Linked DNA regions of Zea mays: all the other regions are linked to region 3. The links are chromatin contacts, called in public Hi-C maps. All regions are on one chromosome and are shown on one strand. The core of a region is the stretch at or near the end of the contact, and the rest is flanking DNA. Distances in the headings are between cores, read along the strand shown.

Evidence for each region. A called contact is a pair of places that touch in the nucleus more often than the background predicts.
Region 1: a Hi-C map of tassel shows a contact between it and region 3, with 2.8 times the contacts expected there. The contact joins the promoter of LOC100282482 here to the promoter of LOC100191378 in region 3. A contact is called at or near these places in 2 of 25 Hi-C or Micro-C datasets (ear and tassel).
Region 2: a contact with region 3 is called in a Hi-C map of leaf, with 5 times the contacts expected there. The contact joins the enhancer-like site here to the promoter of LOC100191378 in region 3. A contact is called at or near these places in 3 of 25 Hi-C or Micro-C datasets (ear, endosperm and leaf).

What each region holds. Positions count from the first base shown.
Region 1 is chr4:71,808,653-71,813,218 of Zm-B73-REFERENCE-NAM-5.0, reverse strand. LOC100282482 (aspartate carbamoyltransferase 1) reads left to right here and starts at 2,512. Exons shown (of 5, transcript NM_001155391.2): 1 at 2,512-3,090; 2 at 3,673-3,812. The coding sequence starts at 2,640.
Region 2 is chr4:71,929,051-71,933,893 of Zm-B73-REFERENCE-NAM-5.0, reverse strand. No RefSeq gene overlaps it. Among protein-coding and RNA genes, the nearest start is that of LOC124544576, 82 kb to the right of the region's middle. Within about 2 kb of position 3,548, at least 18 of the 20 cell types and tissues checked have an H3K27ac peak or open chromatin away from gene starts, as enhancers often do. A contact at or near this core is called in ear, endosperm and leaf, where this site is marked.
Region 3 is chr4:72,226,137-72,230,877 of Zm-B73-REFERENCE-NAM-5.0, reverse strand. LOC100191378 reads right to left here and starts at 1,357. Exons shown (of 3, transcript NM_001136812.1): 1 at 585-1,357. The coding sequence starts at 1,110.

The DNA of each region.
Region 1 (4,566 bases), core at 1,263-3,762, 420 kb after region 3:
GTATACGCAATGAATGTACTGAGACAGAAGGAAGAGGTCGGTAGAGATCGGAGGAAATCCAAATATAGCTACTGAACCGCAAGTCTAATCAGCAGAGGCATTGAAGCACAGAGCGGGGTGATGACTAGCCAAGAGCCATCTACCAAACGTCAAATCTGTCACCGATCAAATAAATTTCAGACCTAACAAGGTGTGGGTAGATAATATTGTTTGAATTCGCAAGAGCATGAGATGAAGACAAAATGCTGATTTCTAAAGCATAAGATGATGACAAAATGCTGATTTCTAAAGCACGAGATGAAGATCTTTGAGTGGATCATTTTCAAAAATCCACTCAAAGCTCGGGGGCTACAATAGATTTTTAATCCCAGAAGACAAAATGCTGATTTCTAAAGCATAAGACGATGACAGAATGCTGATTTATAAGGCATGAGATGAAGACCTTTGAGTGGATTATTTTCAAAAATCCACTCAAAGCTCGGGGGCTACACCCATTGGGTGCAGATTTTTAATCCCAGAGGACGAAATGCTTCCTTCTAAAGCATGATATGATGACAAGACGCTGATCTCCAAAGCATCAAATGAAGACCTTTGAGAAGACTGTTTTTACTGAGTCACTCAAAGTTTAGGAGCAACGCTCAATAGGTGCACCTTCGGCACGCCCATTGCTAGAGTGGAAATCATGCCACAAACTCGCGAGCTAGACCTAGAATCTTTGGGCCGATTATTTCAAAATCAACTCAAAGATTGGGGGCTTGTGGGGGACAGATATCCCTCGGGTCCACTAGAAGGTAAGAAGGCCTCGCGAGAGGCTTTAGGCCTGTTATCTCGCTAGACCATCCCTTCGTGGGCCAGGAGAAAACTGCTGGCGGAATGGGCCAACACGAGAAAGAAGCAGACTCAGGCCCAAGCGACTCGTTGGACTTAAGCGCTATCCACAGCGCCCACCCGACTTTCCTGCGTGCAGCGACCTTGAATATCAGAGCGAATTAGGAATAAGTTGGCAAGATTATAGGAAGATCAGTTCAGTCGGTTCACTATTGTTTAGGAACATATCATCATCACATATGCATGTAGTGCCCCATGGTCGAATATATAAGGCCTAGGGGGTACCCCATCATTTCCAAGTCAATGACCAACCCATATCACTAGTTTCTCTCCATTCCGGAGATTCCTCTTGTAACCCACCACATAAAGATCCTCACCAGGAAGTAGGGTATTACGCCTCTCCAAGCGTCCCGAACCTGTAGAAAATCGTCTGTCATCTCTCGTGCATCTCACACGAACCATTGAGTTATAGTCAACAGCACCGTCCTACCCAAAAGCACCGCGAGGGGTAACCCCGGGTGTACAGTCGGGCTCCAAACACCGACATGACGCTGCCGCCCCCGTCGTGCCGAAGGTTGGCGCCTTGCCGCCAATGCCCATCGTCGTGCCTAAGGTTGGTGACTTGCCGCGCGATGCCCTCCGTGTGGCTCGTGCCTAACCGTCGATGTCCTCCATCTCGACAGCGTCAGTCTCCATTAGGTCCCACGAACACGACACGAACTCGGTGGACATGCCTGTGAAGATGCCCGTGGAGTCAGTGAGTTAGAAAATTAGATGTATGTGCGTACCTTGTAGGACGTATGCAAGTCGGAGTAGCTGTAGAGCGTCAGACCACCGGCGGCGAGCAGATCCACCACCGCTATTGCTTTAGGGCCTCAATAAGAAGTTTTGTAGCTAGGTTGATGGGCGGATTAGGATGAGTAAAACGGCTCCACCCCGTAGCTGCTGAAACCGCTTTCCCTGTCCCGTATGGAGCGACGTGCATGGGTTGTTGGGCTCCTGTCGCGGTGCATTTGGTGCAGGCCCACTTACCATATCGTTCGTTGCTACGAACGAAAGACATAACATGCGTGGGTTTGTGTCATTGTGTGGGTGACTCAGATGCTCGCGCCCCGTGCAAGGCATGGATTCGCTGAGGACGGGGAGTGGATAGACGAATTGGATTAGATGTGATCGATGTGAAGAAAATGTGTCTTGTTGGTCATTTCAAACAATAGAAAATGGTTATTTGTAAAAATATAACGCGGGATGATCGTCAAAACTGGTGCTTTAATATAGTAGAGACATAACCAAAGATTGACGAACAATTACAATAATGTTTTTTTGGTGCTCGACAATAGAAAAATATAAACCATATAGTCCCGATAAATTTGTGTTATTGTAATTAACTTACAAGGCCACTAATTTCGAATGTAAACAATTAATTTGTTTATGTATTTCCAATACATACATAATTTACAAATGAAATACAATGCAATTTTGAGAAAAAACTAAAGTAGTTTAAGAATTTTGTTAGTATTGTAGATACAGAGGATCAAATTTAAATAATGTTGTTAGAGATGAAAAAGATATAAAAGATGAATTTTTTTAGAATATGTTGTAGATGATAGAGAATATTTTTTTAATATACGAAATTTAGAGAACATTAGAGACAGCCTAAGACCGGAAATTACTACCGCCAGCCTAAAATCAGGCAAAATCCCGCCGCCGCCTGCCGGCAGTGGCACTCGCAGACTCGCTTCTCCCCGAAAAACGGCTGAACCCTGAACCCTCACTACGTCCCGCCGCCTGCTTCACAGTTCACCCCGGCCATGGTCTCCACCGCTCGCGCCGCCCTCCCGACGCCCCACCTCTCTCTCGCTTCCTCCTCCCGCCGCAGGCCCCATCTGTTTTTCACGCCCTCCTCCGCACCTCGCCTGCGCGGCGGCGCTGCCACCTCCATCACCGCCGGCAGCTCCGCCTCGCCGCAGCAGCACCAGGTCACCACGCGCCTGGGCGACGTGATAGAGGCGCAGCAGTTCGATCGGGACTCGCTTAACGAGATCTTTGAGGTGGCGCGGGAGATGGAGGCCGTGGAGCGGAGCTCCCACGGCGCTCCCAGTCGCGTCCTCGAGGGGTACCTCATGGCCACTCTCTTCTACGAGCCCTCCACGCGCACGCGCCTCTCCTTCGAGGCCGCTATGCGGAGGCTCGGCGGGGAGGTGCTCACCACCGAGAACGCGCGCGAGTTCTCTTCCGCCGCCAAGGGGGAGACACTCGAAGGTGAGTTACTGAGCTTCAGCTGCTTTGTTGAATACTGTAGGTTAAATTATGTATGTATCGGTGACGGCGATGGGGTTGTTGGCTTGGAAAACTCGGTGTCTCATTTGTATTATGGATGCTGTATAGAGCGGGTGGCAGTGGCGAAGCTAGAGCGAATTAGAGGAGGGTTCAAATGCCTTTGCATAGTGCTAATATATAGGTGGTGCATATATGGTGAAAAGTTTGTTAAAATCACTGGTTTTATAAATTTTTGTGGGTGCATATGCATCTACAGCCTTCTACTTAGCTTCGCCCCTGGCGGGTGGTGCTTGAGCACACACGAGCAGGTGAGGAAACGAGCATACCAAGCTTTGCGCCAGTTTACAATTGCTAAATTCCATTTCCCACAAAATCCCAGTCCCGATATAGTCAAATTTGATATTAAAACTGGATTGAATTGAAACGGAAGGAAAATGATGTAGTGGATTGCCTCTTCCATTATAGAATTAAATTTGTTCTTAATGTACATTTCAGATCAACTTTTACCAATTTCTGTATCTTGTGTGAATTCGGGGCTATTAACTGTGTGTATCCATGATGCAGATACCATAAGAACCGTTGAGGGTTATTCTGATATTATTGTTCTGAGACATTTTGAAAGTGGAGCTGCAAGGAGAGCAGCATATACTGCGAATATTCCTGTTATTAATGCAGGTGATGGGCCAGGGCAACATCCAACCCAGGTAAATGTTCAGTTTCTGACCCACCCTCCTGTCCTACTTTAAAAAATGGTATTGTCAATTGGCATCATTGGATGTTAGCTCCTGAAACAGTAATTTTTAGTTTTCTAACATTGGCACAAGAGCTAAAAACTGGGTTTTAGCGAGTGACTGTCTAGTAATTGGTTGGGATCCTGCAAACTTATCCAAGAGCGACAATGATCTTCTGGATGGCTATTTTGAAGTTTGGGTACTTTGGGAGGTTAAAAAGGATAGGAAGGTGCACTTGGACTTGAGGATGGACACTCCTGCAAGGGCTTAGACTGAATATTCTTGTAGCATTTTCTTCACATAGTTTCTATCTGTGTTCCTGGATCTGTCTGGTGGTCCATTAAGTATTTTGTTATATGATATAGCATAGGAGGAATGAAAATGACCACAGCAAAAAAACAAAACAAAACAAAACTGATTCGTAGTTCTCCTTAGAACAGACTATGTACTGGCATATGCTTTGTGCCATTTGTTCACAAATTAACTAGGGTTATTTGTGTTGGCAACTTCGTGATGGCAAATTCTAAACCTGCAAGAATGTCTTCCGATAGATCTGCAAACATATTCACAGTACCTACAGCTAATTGGTTGTAGTTATTTACCCAAAGGTTCATGTGGAATACCCAAATATCTGCTGCATCTCGATGATAAGCAAAGTCAGTCATAATCGCTGGAGTGCATTTCTATATTTGTATAACAACTTGCTTAAATACCTTTTGTGTTGCAT
Region 2 (4,843 bases), core at 2,299-4,798, 300 kb after region 3:
TGCCACGGGGTTGATCGGACCACGTACACCTCTACCAAGGAAGCGAGGCACGGTACCACTACGAGGCCTTTACAAAGTTCCACTAGCTTCAGAAGACTCGCAACAGTTTCTAGGAAGCTCCAGTGCAGGAATCCCTCGCCTGACCGCCATCGCAGCAAAATCAACCTAAGGACCTCCCTACACTGACCACTCCCCTACTGCCCTTGCCCCTTTCGGGTAAGGTAGTCATCCACTATTTTTCCTAGTTAATCAGCCAAGGGCGTCCCATACCACCCTTGTGATAGCACTATTTTCCCCGGTGGTTCTCCATGTTCCCATTAACATAATGATCTTATCATGAAAAGTAAATAATAATATGATAACAAAAGTGTAATCATGAGTGATGTATATCTCTATACCCAAAACCACATAAAGCAATAGCATATGCTACCCAAAAATATTCAGTGGTAAAACAAGGTATAAAGATAGCCAAAACTGGGGTAACCTATTGGATCCCATCAAAATTAATCTATGCAGATCATTATGATTAATAAGAACATGACTGGGTAAAAGGAAGTGATCAAGGGCACAACTTGTGTGGCACTTGAGATTCCAGGTACCAACTTGCTCTTCAGATAACACGTGTCCTCACTGCTAAACGTAGCAATACAGACAAACATGGTATAGACAAAATTAACATCACACCAAACATAAGAATAAACTGTGTAATAATAATCTATGCGTCGCTACGAGATCGTGGGATCGAGAACTGCTAAATCTGGGGTTACGGTTATGAAGTTATGAATTTCTGAAGTTATTAAGTACCTAGAATAGAGTAATTCGTGTGAATAATTTTAAATCAAGTTTCATGGTTAGATAAAGGTACCAGGTGATAAACAATACTTAAACAAAATTAATTCCACTCGAAAGGATCAATTTGGAGTTATGGATTTTAAGTTATGAATTTCTAAAGGTTTTATGTATTTTGTACAAGATTAAATAGGATATAAATTTTAATGTGACTTTCATGTCAAAACAGAGGTACTATATTATAAACAATAATATTATGGAATTATAGAAATTGGAATGGACTCATTTGGACTTAATATGAATTTTCTATGAATTAAATGAGTTTCTGCAATTATTTTTAAACCCAAATCAATTTCTAAACTCCTTTTCCCTATTTTCTTTATTTCCTGGACTGCCTGCACCAATACCAGGAAGCACAGGGGCTATTCCATAAAAACATCCCTAGACTCAGGCTAACCCCGCAATGGACGGCGGGTTTGTTTCGGTAAATTCCAGGGGCTCTTATGCAAAGTCGCCAAGCCGAAAGGGTACGGTGCGTTATGAGCCGCAGGATCCAAATCAAACACGCGAGATTAGATTGAATCGGTACGCAACGTGGACCGCACGATCTGGACGGACGCCCCAGATTTAAATACAGTAGGATTCATCACCCCACGCCCGATCTAGATCCATCGGCTATAATTGACTCCACCGAACCGGTATCTAATCAATCTAATCTAGGCCGTCAACACATCATCCAACGGCTCACACACTATCTTCTTCCCCCCGACGCGCCAGTGCAGAATCACGGCGGCGTAACGCACCGGAGTTCACGCAATCGGCCAACCCGACCCCCATTTTCCCCCAATGTACGCCCAACGTGAAGAGTAGGAAAATAGCAACGAGGTGGTGACTGGCTTACCAGTGGTCAAGACGTGTAGCCCCCGGCCCACGGTAATGCGCGTATCTACGATGGTGCGGAATTGCGGTGAGCAATTGGTGGCTGATGAGCCGCCAATCTCATCCGGAATTGCCTCGGCTGGCTGCACACAGGTCCCGCGCAGGCCTTAGGTCTGGATTTAGGCACAAAGCGCTGATGAAGGTGAGATATCGTGGCGGCGTAGCCCAATGCCCCTGGTGCAACGACGAACCCGCACGCTACCACGCGGTTTTGGGGGTGGTCTTTGGTTCGCAGATGGTGGAAAAGGGAGACAGAACTCGGCGCTCCCCTTTATGCTCGCTAGAGGGTCGGCCGGGTCAGCAGGCGAGACTTTCGCGCGGCAGCGGGCATCTCGGCATGGCCGTTGTAAGAAAGGTGATGGCTGACCAGTGGGGACCACACGTAGTCGCTATTGTGACTGCCAGTGAGGGCCCGTATCACAGCGGCGCAAGGCAACGGCGTCGCGCGCGTGGAGTGACTGAGTGAATGGCCAGTGGGGCCTACTCGCCAGCGTGACGACGCGCGCTGGGAAAGGGATCTTGGGCCGCGCGTGTGCAGGAAAGTGGATGGGCCACGCGGGGTAAAGGAAGGATGGGCCGGATAGGAGGGGGGTTAGGCCCATGCGCTTTTTTTCTTTTTTCCTTTTTTGTTCTTTGCTATTTTGTCTTCTTTTCCATTTGAATTCATATTTTGAACTCCAAACTTGTTGTAAATTCTATACTCAGACTCAAGATTTCAACTAAGGATATAGGTAATAAGAGGATATATTTTACTCGTATATAGTCTCCCTTTTAATGCATATGGTTTTCCTTTCTATTCCATTTTCAAACCCTAATTTTCAATTTAGGTTTTAATTCAATTTCCCTATTATTATATTTTGATTAATAATGTTCTTATTATTATTATATGCACAAACAAAACTCCAATATGATGCATTAAATATTTTTATTAGATATCTTGTCCTTTTGATTATGATTAATTCCATGTTATAGTAGTGAGATGGCAAACCAACTAATGATATCCATTTCTTTTCTTTATTCACAAAGTGGGTATTACATGCACTCAGATCCGCACACACTGACATTGTGGCCCCGGAACGCCAGATATCTTCTTCCCCATGCTTCCGCGACGATCAGGCGGGTGGAAACCAACCGCGGCATGCGCGGACCAGCTGGTTTACTGGGCCTCGCGTCTATAAAGGACCGGGAGTTCCCAAGCCGCGCGCAATCTTTTCCCCCTCATCTGAATCCACTCCATTGAGTTTGTTCCGCCGTGAAGAGAGAAAAGGAGGACAGGAGGGAGGTCGGAGATTGGCCGCCGCCACGGACTTGGTCATCAGTCACTGGTGACGCCCTCAAAGCAGTCCGGTGTGCTCGACGCGAATCTTGGGAGGATTACCGTTGGGACGCCATGGGCGGTGCTCGACTTGGGTGCGCGGTACCCGTCACCGAAATCGTGTCTCTGCCATAGAACCGCGGTCCGCCGTGGAGTGACCTCGTGGCCGCCTGAACCTTCGGTACGCTACTCCGCCGTCGTGCGCCCAGCCTCCTACTCCATATAGTCCGGGTTAATTTACTATTTCGCGCACTAGATCGTCGATTAGCCAAACTCCGGTAATGTCGACCGCAATTCAACGGCGGTGCCACCGCGCCTTGCATCGGGTTGGGGAAATGTAGTCCTATAGCCATTGGATCGAGCATCAATGACTGAGCTTTGACGCCGGGGATACCCCTTCGGGGTGGATGGTGAGCCGTTGGATGCGATCGGACGGACCTGAACCTGCCGCGATTTTTTAAATTCACACCGTTGGATTCCGATCCGTGGGTCGTGGATGAATACCGGTTCGCGGGATCCTGGATCTAATCCAACCCTTTTACCCCAGATCGGATGGCTCCTAATACACGATACCTCTTCAGCCGACTGATTTTTCAAAAGAGTCCCTAGGGTTTGTGGGATTCAACCCGCCGTCCAGTACGGATGCAATCTGAGTCTTAGGAACAAATTGTGGTTTAGACCCCGAGTTCTTCTATATTTAATTAGAAAATAGATTTTAGCACAAATTAGAACAAATTGTGCACGCAGTCATGAGATCAGTAAAACAGGAAAAAGAAATTAGAAAATAGATTTTAGCACAAAAATAATTCCAGAAACTTGTGAAATTCATATTTAATTCATTTTAGCTCCAAATTGATTCATTCCAGTGGCTGTTATTTTGTTTTAATATTGTCTATCACCTAGTGCCTCTGTTTAGCCATGACATTTGGACTAAAATTATTCACTTGAATTACTTTACTCTAGCTACTAAATAACTTCAGAAATTCATAACTAGAGAATCGTAGCTCTGAATTTAGTGATTCTTGTTCCTACGATCTCGTTACGACACGTAGAATATTATCATGCATTCCGTTCTGTTGTTTGGTGTGATGTTAATTTTTGCTATACCATGTTTGTTTCTATTGTTACGAGTAGACGAGCCAGCTACAGAGGATCCTGGTGTTCAGTAGGTGGAGACTGCTGAGCAGGAGCTCGTTGAAGGCAAGTTGTGCTCTTGATCACTTATTTTTACCCAATCATGTTCTTATAATCATAATGATTTGCATATGTTAATTTTGATGGGACCCAATAGGTTACCCTAATTTGACTATCTGTATACCTTGTTTACCACTGACTTTTTGGGTAGTACCTGCTATTGCTTTATGTGGTTTTGGGTATGAAGATATACATTATTCATTATCACACTTTTATTATCAGTTTGATATTTACTGTTCATGATAAGATCATTATGTTAATTGGAACATGGAGAACCACCCGGGAAAACAGTGCTACCACAAGGGTAGTATGGGACGTCCTTGGCTGACTAACTAGGAAAGCTAGTGGAGGATTACCTTACCCGATAGAAGCAAGGGCAGTTGGGAAGTGGTCAGTGTAGGGAGGTCCTTGGGTTGATTTTGCTGCGATGGCGGTCAGGCGAGGGATCCCTGCATTGGAGCTTCCTAGAAATTGTAGCGTGTTTTCTGAAGCTAGTGGAACTTTATAAAGGCCTTGTAGTGTTACCCTACCTCGCTTCCTTGGTAGAGGTGTATGGGAGTCACGATCCCTTGGAAGATGGGGTAACATGACTTGTGGGTAAAGATG
Region 3 (4,741 bases), core at 108-2,607:
CGTACCCCGACTCCCCTTAGGGCATGTACAATATGTGTCTTAAGTTGTGTCTTAAAGTGTGTCTAAGGGGTGAATGTAAAAAAACTCAAGACATGTATCTTGACGAAGACACAATGTCTTAGCTCTATGTTGGAGACAGGAGACTAGCTGATAGGTCACTTTAATTTATTGAATGCTCTGATTGGTAGAATGAATATGGTAAGACACATGTTTTAGACATGACCACTGTATTATGTTGTGTTTTAGTTGTGTCTTATACTTATAGTACCGTGCAGCAGTGTCTAGATTGTACATGCCCTTATATTTCCCATTCCTCCACAACAATTCCCGTTCCCACCCACATATCCTAATATGCAAACGCCACCAAAAGCTAATTTGGTGGGGTACTAGGAGTAACAGCTAAGCAAGGCCAACACGCAGCAATAATCCTCCTACACATCTGATAAAATAGGGTGCATATAAAATAATTAAAGTGAGAAGGTTTGTCTTTCTAACACAACGATCCACAGCTATTTGCTTAAAACATGGCATCCATAGACCAAAACATGTGAAATTCTAAACACCAGATCACGAACGGGACTCGCCTTGGACGAAGAAAGAGGCCGAGGGCCAGCCGCGCGTGGTGGAGAAGCAAAGCGCCTCCTCCTCCTCCTCCTCCATGAGCTCGTCGTCGTCGAGTTCCACGACTTCGAACGCGCCGCCAACGGCCCCGGCGCCCCCAGGGGCCGCGACACCGTCCATGAACTTGGCGACCCCGGAGGCGCCTCCTGAGGCCGCGATCCGGCCGACAAACGCGGTGACCTCGTGCGGGAGGCGCAGCGGGGGCACCCAGTAGGACCCTCCAGGCACGAAGGGCAGCCAATCGGGAGCGGCGCGGCGCACCATGACGCCGTGGATGGCCTCCTCCAGGCGCCGGATCCCAACCACCTCGATCGATGGGGACGAGGGGGAGGAGCCGTGGGCCGAGGAGCCAGCGTCTTCCTCGGTGAGGTCGATCTCGACGATCTCGACCTTGGTAGCGAGGCAACGGAGGGAGGCGAATGCGGCGGTGGGGGAGGAGGAGGCGGCGGGACGGGCTAGGGTGAGGGTTTGTGTGAGGAGGCGGGCCATCGGCGGCGGCGGAAGAGGACGGATGTGGTGGTGGAGATGGGATGACCGGGCGAGTTTGAGACGGAGGCTGAGGAGACGGGAACAGATGCGTGCTAGCGTGCTACGATAGATAGTTCGTTCATGTAACGAACGTGCCAGCTGCTGTAGGTATCGACAGCTCCGACCCGGACGGGTACTGTGCTGGACGGCCCGGCCAGCAGGTCGACGACCGTTTGGTCTGAGCAATAGGAACAGGAGGCGTGTTCGAGTAAGCGGGGTTGGTACCAACTAGGGATGGGTGTATACTCTTGGGTTGGGTAGTTTCATACGGTGCTGGACGGCCCGGCCAGCAGGTCGATGAACCTGGAGGAGTTAGGTATGTAGGATATGCTTTTTATTTTTTGTTGGGCAGGCAGTAGTATAATTTTGATACTCTGCAGTATAAATTCGACTCCCAACCCTTTTTTTTAGAATAAAATTATTGATAAAACTCCAACATAGTTTGTTCCAAATCCACTATAATCCTTGTAGAATAGTCAAGTACCCCATTTCCAAGGGGTACCTGTTGAAAATCGTTTCAACAAATCCGTCCAAAACACCCGATCCGATAGTACCCGTTTTTGGAACGTCCAGTGCCAAAGTCACTGAATGGGTAAGTCACCTGTTGGGGACCTTCGGAGTCCGAAGGTCCTCAAAAACAAGGATTTAACAGTATTTCTGTAGTGCAATGTGTGAACAGGTACTCTCGGACTAAAGTCGGCATTGCAGTAGACTGGAATAATACGAAGCTTGCTACAGAGCCGAAGGTGTTGAGCAGGAAAGCTTCGGCGTGGTTGCAGAAAATGAAACCGACTTAAAGATGAAAAGGCTATTCAGACCTTGATACATTACCATAGAATTATTATCAAATGTAAAGGGCATGAATGTAATTTTGTATGGGTTGCGTCCCGTGCCTATAAATAGGTGAACAGTACTCCCGTACCGTTCACGCTGACTTGGCATTTGCTTTCTGCGTCACGCTTGTACTATCATTTCCTTTCGATTGAAGCACTTGAGAACAAGTCCCCAACATTGGCGCCCACCTCCGGTGAACTCACTTCCATTTCTTGAGCTTTTCAACATCTTCGACAAGCATCACCTTCGTCATGCCGCCGAAGAAAGCTTCAGCACCAGGGGCTGGCACGCTGCAGCCGCTGGACCCTAATCAAGACGTCCTTTCTCTTAGAGAGGCACGAAGCCAGAAGAGGAAGGCTACCAGTCCAACACCTCCGGAGGATGATCTAGATCAGGAGATTCAAAATCTGGAAATCCTTCAGCAACAGGTTCAACGCAAGAAAGAAAAGATGGCCAGGGTAGCTGAACTGCAGAGGCAGATAGACGAAGCCTCTGAAGAAGTTCGTCATCTTGCTCAGGACGAGCAACACCGAAGGCCTCAGCATCAAGATCTTCATCAGGAGGGTTTTCCCAACGAAGATGATTGGTATGACAATTTCCATCATGGGAATTTTGTTTTTGATGATGCTTCTCCTCTGTCCGCTGAGCTGCAGGCTACACCTTGGCCCCCGTCCTACAAGCCGCCTCAGCTCCCTGTATTCGATGGCCATTCAGACCCGAAGCAGTTTTTGATGAGCTACGAAGCAACAGTTTCTTCGTATGGTGGCAATGCTTCAGTCATGGCCAAATCTTTCGTTATGGCTGTCAGAAGTGTTGCTCAAACCTGGTATTCCTCCCTTCGACCAGGCACGATCACTTCATGGCAGAAGCTGAAGGATTTGTTGTTAACCAGCTTTCAAGGATTTCAGACGAAGCCGGTCACTGCTCAGGCTCTGTTCCAGTGCACTCAGGACCACGAAGAATACCTTCAGGCATATGTCCGAAGGTTCTTGCGTCTGAGGGCACAGGCACCAACGGTGCCCAATGAAATTGTCATCGAGGCCATGATCAAGGGGCTTCGGCCAGGTCCGTCAGCTCAGTACTTCGCCAGGAAGCCTCCTCAAACTTTGGAGAAGCTTCTCCAGAAAATGGATGAATACATTCGGGCCGACAATGATTTTCGCCAAAGAAGGGAGGAGGCTTTCAGGTTTTCTGAAATGACCAGGGGCTTCGGAGGGAGGTTTTACCCGAGGCATGTGCGATCAATTCACAATTCTACACAAAATGATGACAGAGGAAGCCAACAGCAAAAGCCACAATACTCCTCACAGGCTTCTGGACAACAGCAAAGCTCCTTCCGGCCACCAGCTCCAAGAGGCAGAGGCGCCAGGGGCTTCGGAGGAAGATTTGGCGATCAACCGAGAAGAATCTTTTGCTTATTCTGCGGTGAGAACAAAGGCCATACTACCAGGATGTGCCATGTTACTATACAGAAGCAAAAGGAAATAGCTGAAGCAGCAGCACAACAAGCCCAGCCGAAGCATGTCATGCATACAGCTTCGTATCATTCGCCCTACATCCCAGAATATGTGGGCAACCATCCTGCAGTCTCTGCTGCTTCGGCGAGTCAGCCTCAAGCTTCCTGGCAACAGCCTCCGCCTCCACCTCCGTTGCAACAAGGCCAGCAGCCAGAAGGGAGCCAATATGCTCCGCACCAAAGGGACTTCAGAGAACAGTCCGAAGCTCGCACGGTCAATAGCACAGTGCCAGAATCAAAGCACATCTATTGACAAATATCCTACCTTAATAGCAATCTTTTTCATTCAGTTTTATTTTCTGTAATAAAGGACATTGTTTAGGTTTCATGTAATTAGTTTCGTTGATTCCTACAAGAAAAATATGTTTTCTCCACAGGCTTGTGATAATAAAAAGGACCTTCGGACTGTCGAAAATTCTTCGAAACAACAAAAAGTCGTTCTGCGGAACGCAGAGTAAGTTTGACGAAGTCACAAAAAGTCGTTCCGAAGCGAGCGCAGTGTAAGTTTTCTGCTCCAAAGTCGTTCCAAAAGGAATGCAGAGCATACAGCGAAAAGTCAATGCTGATACCGCCTAAGTAAAAGGCGAAGAAGCTCCAAAGACGTTCCTAAGGGAATGCAGAGCTTATACCGCCTAAGTAAAAGGCGAAGAAGCTCCAAAGACGTTCCTAAGGGAATGCAGAGCTTACAGCGAAAAGTCAACGCTGATTCCGCTGAAGTAAAAGGCGAAGAAGCTCCTAAGGGAGGCTTATAGCGAAAAGACAATGCTGATTCACAAAAAGATTGTGTTTTATCGCGCAAATATGCGTGTATCTTCGGAATATCACCTTACATAGCATAACATCATCACATCATCCTTGCATAACATAAGCATCATACATCATAATGCATGTGGCATAAGAAAGAGATATGACATTAATCTTCGGAAAAACGCTTTGAAAAAGGGGCAAATCATGCCAAGTCATAAGGAGAAACAATATTGATTTCTGAAGTATAGCCTTGAAGATTGTTTCTACGAAGCTTCAGCACTTTTCCATGATACTTCGGATATTGTTGTGATAAATGGTAATTCTTCTTCACGAAGCATGAAAAGAAGGGAAGGTGTTTTTTCGCCAAAGACTCAAAAACGGTATGTATGTAAAGTTTCATGCATCGTAAAGAATTGAATAACAAAAATAGATATATTACATTCAGGGTTACAAAATGTTACATTATATTACATTTCAGAAGTTTTTTACAAAAAT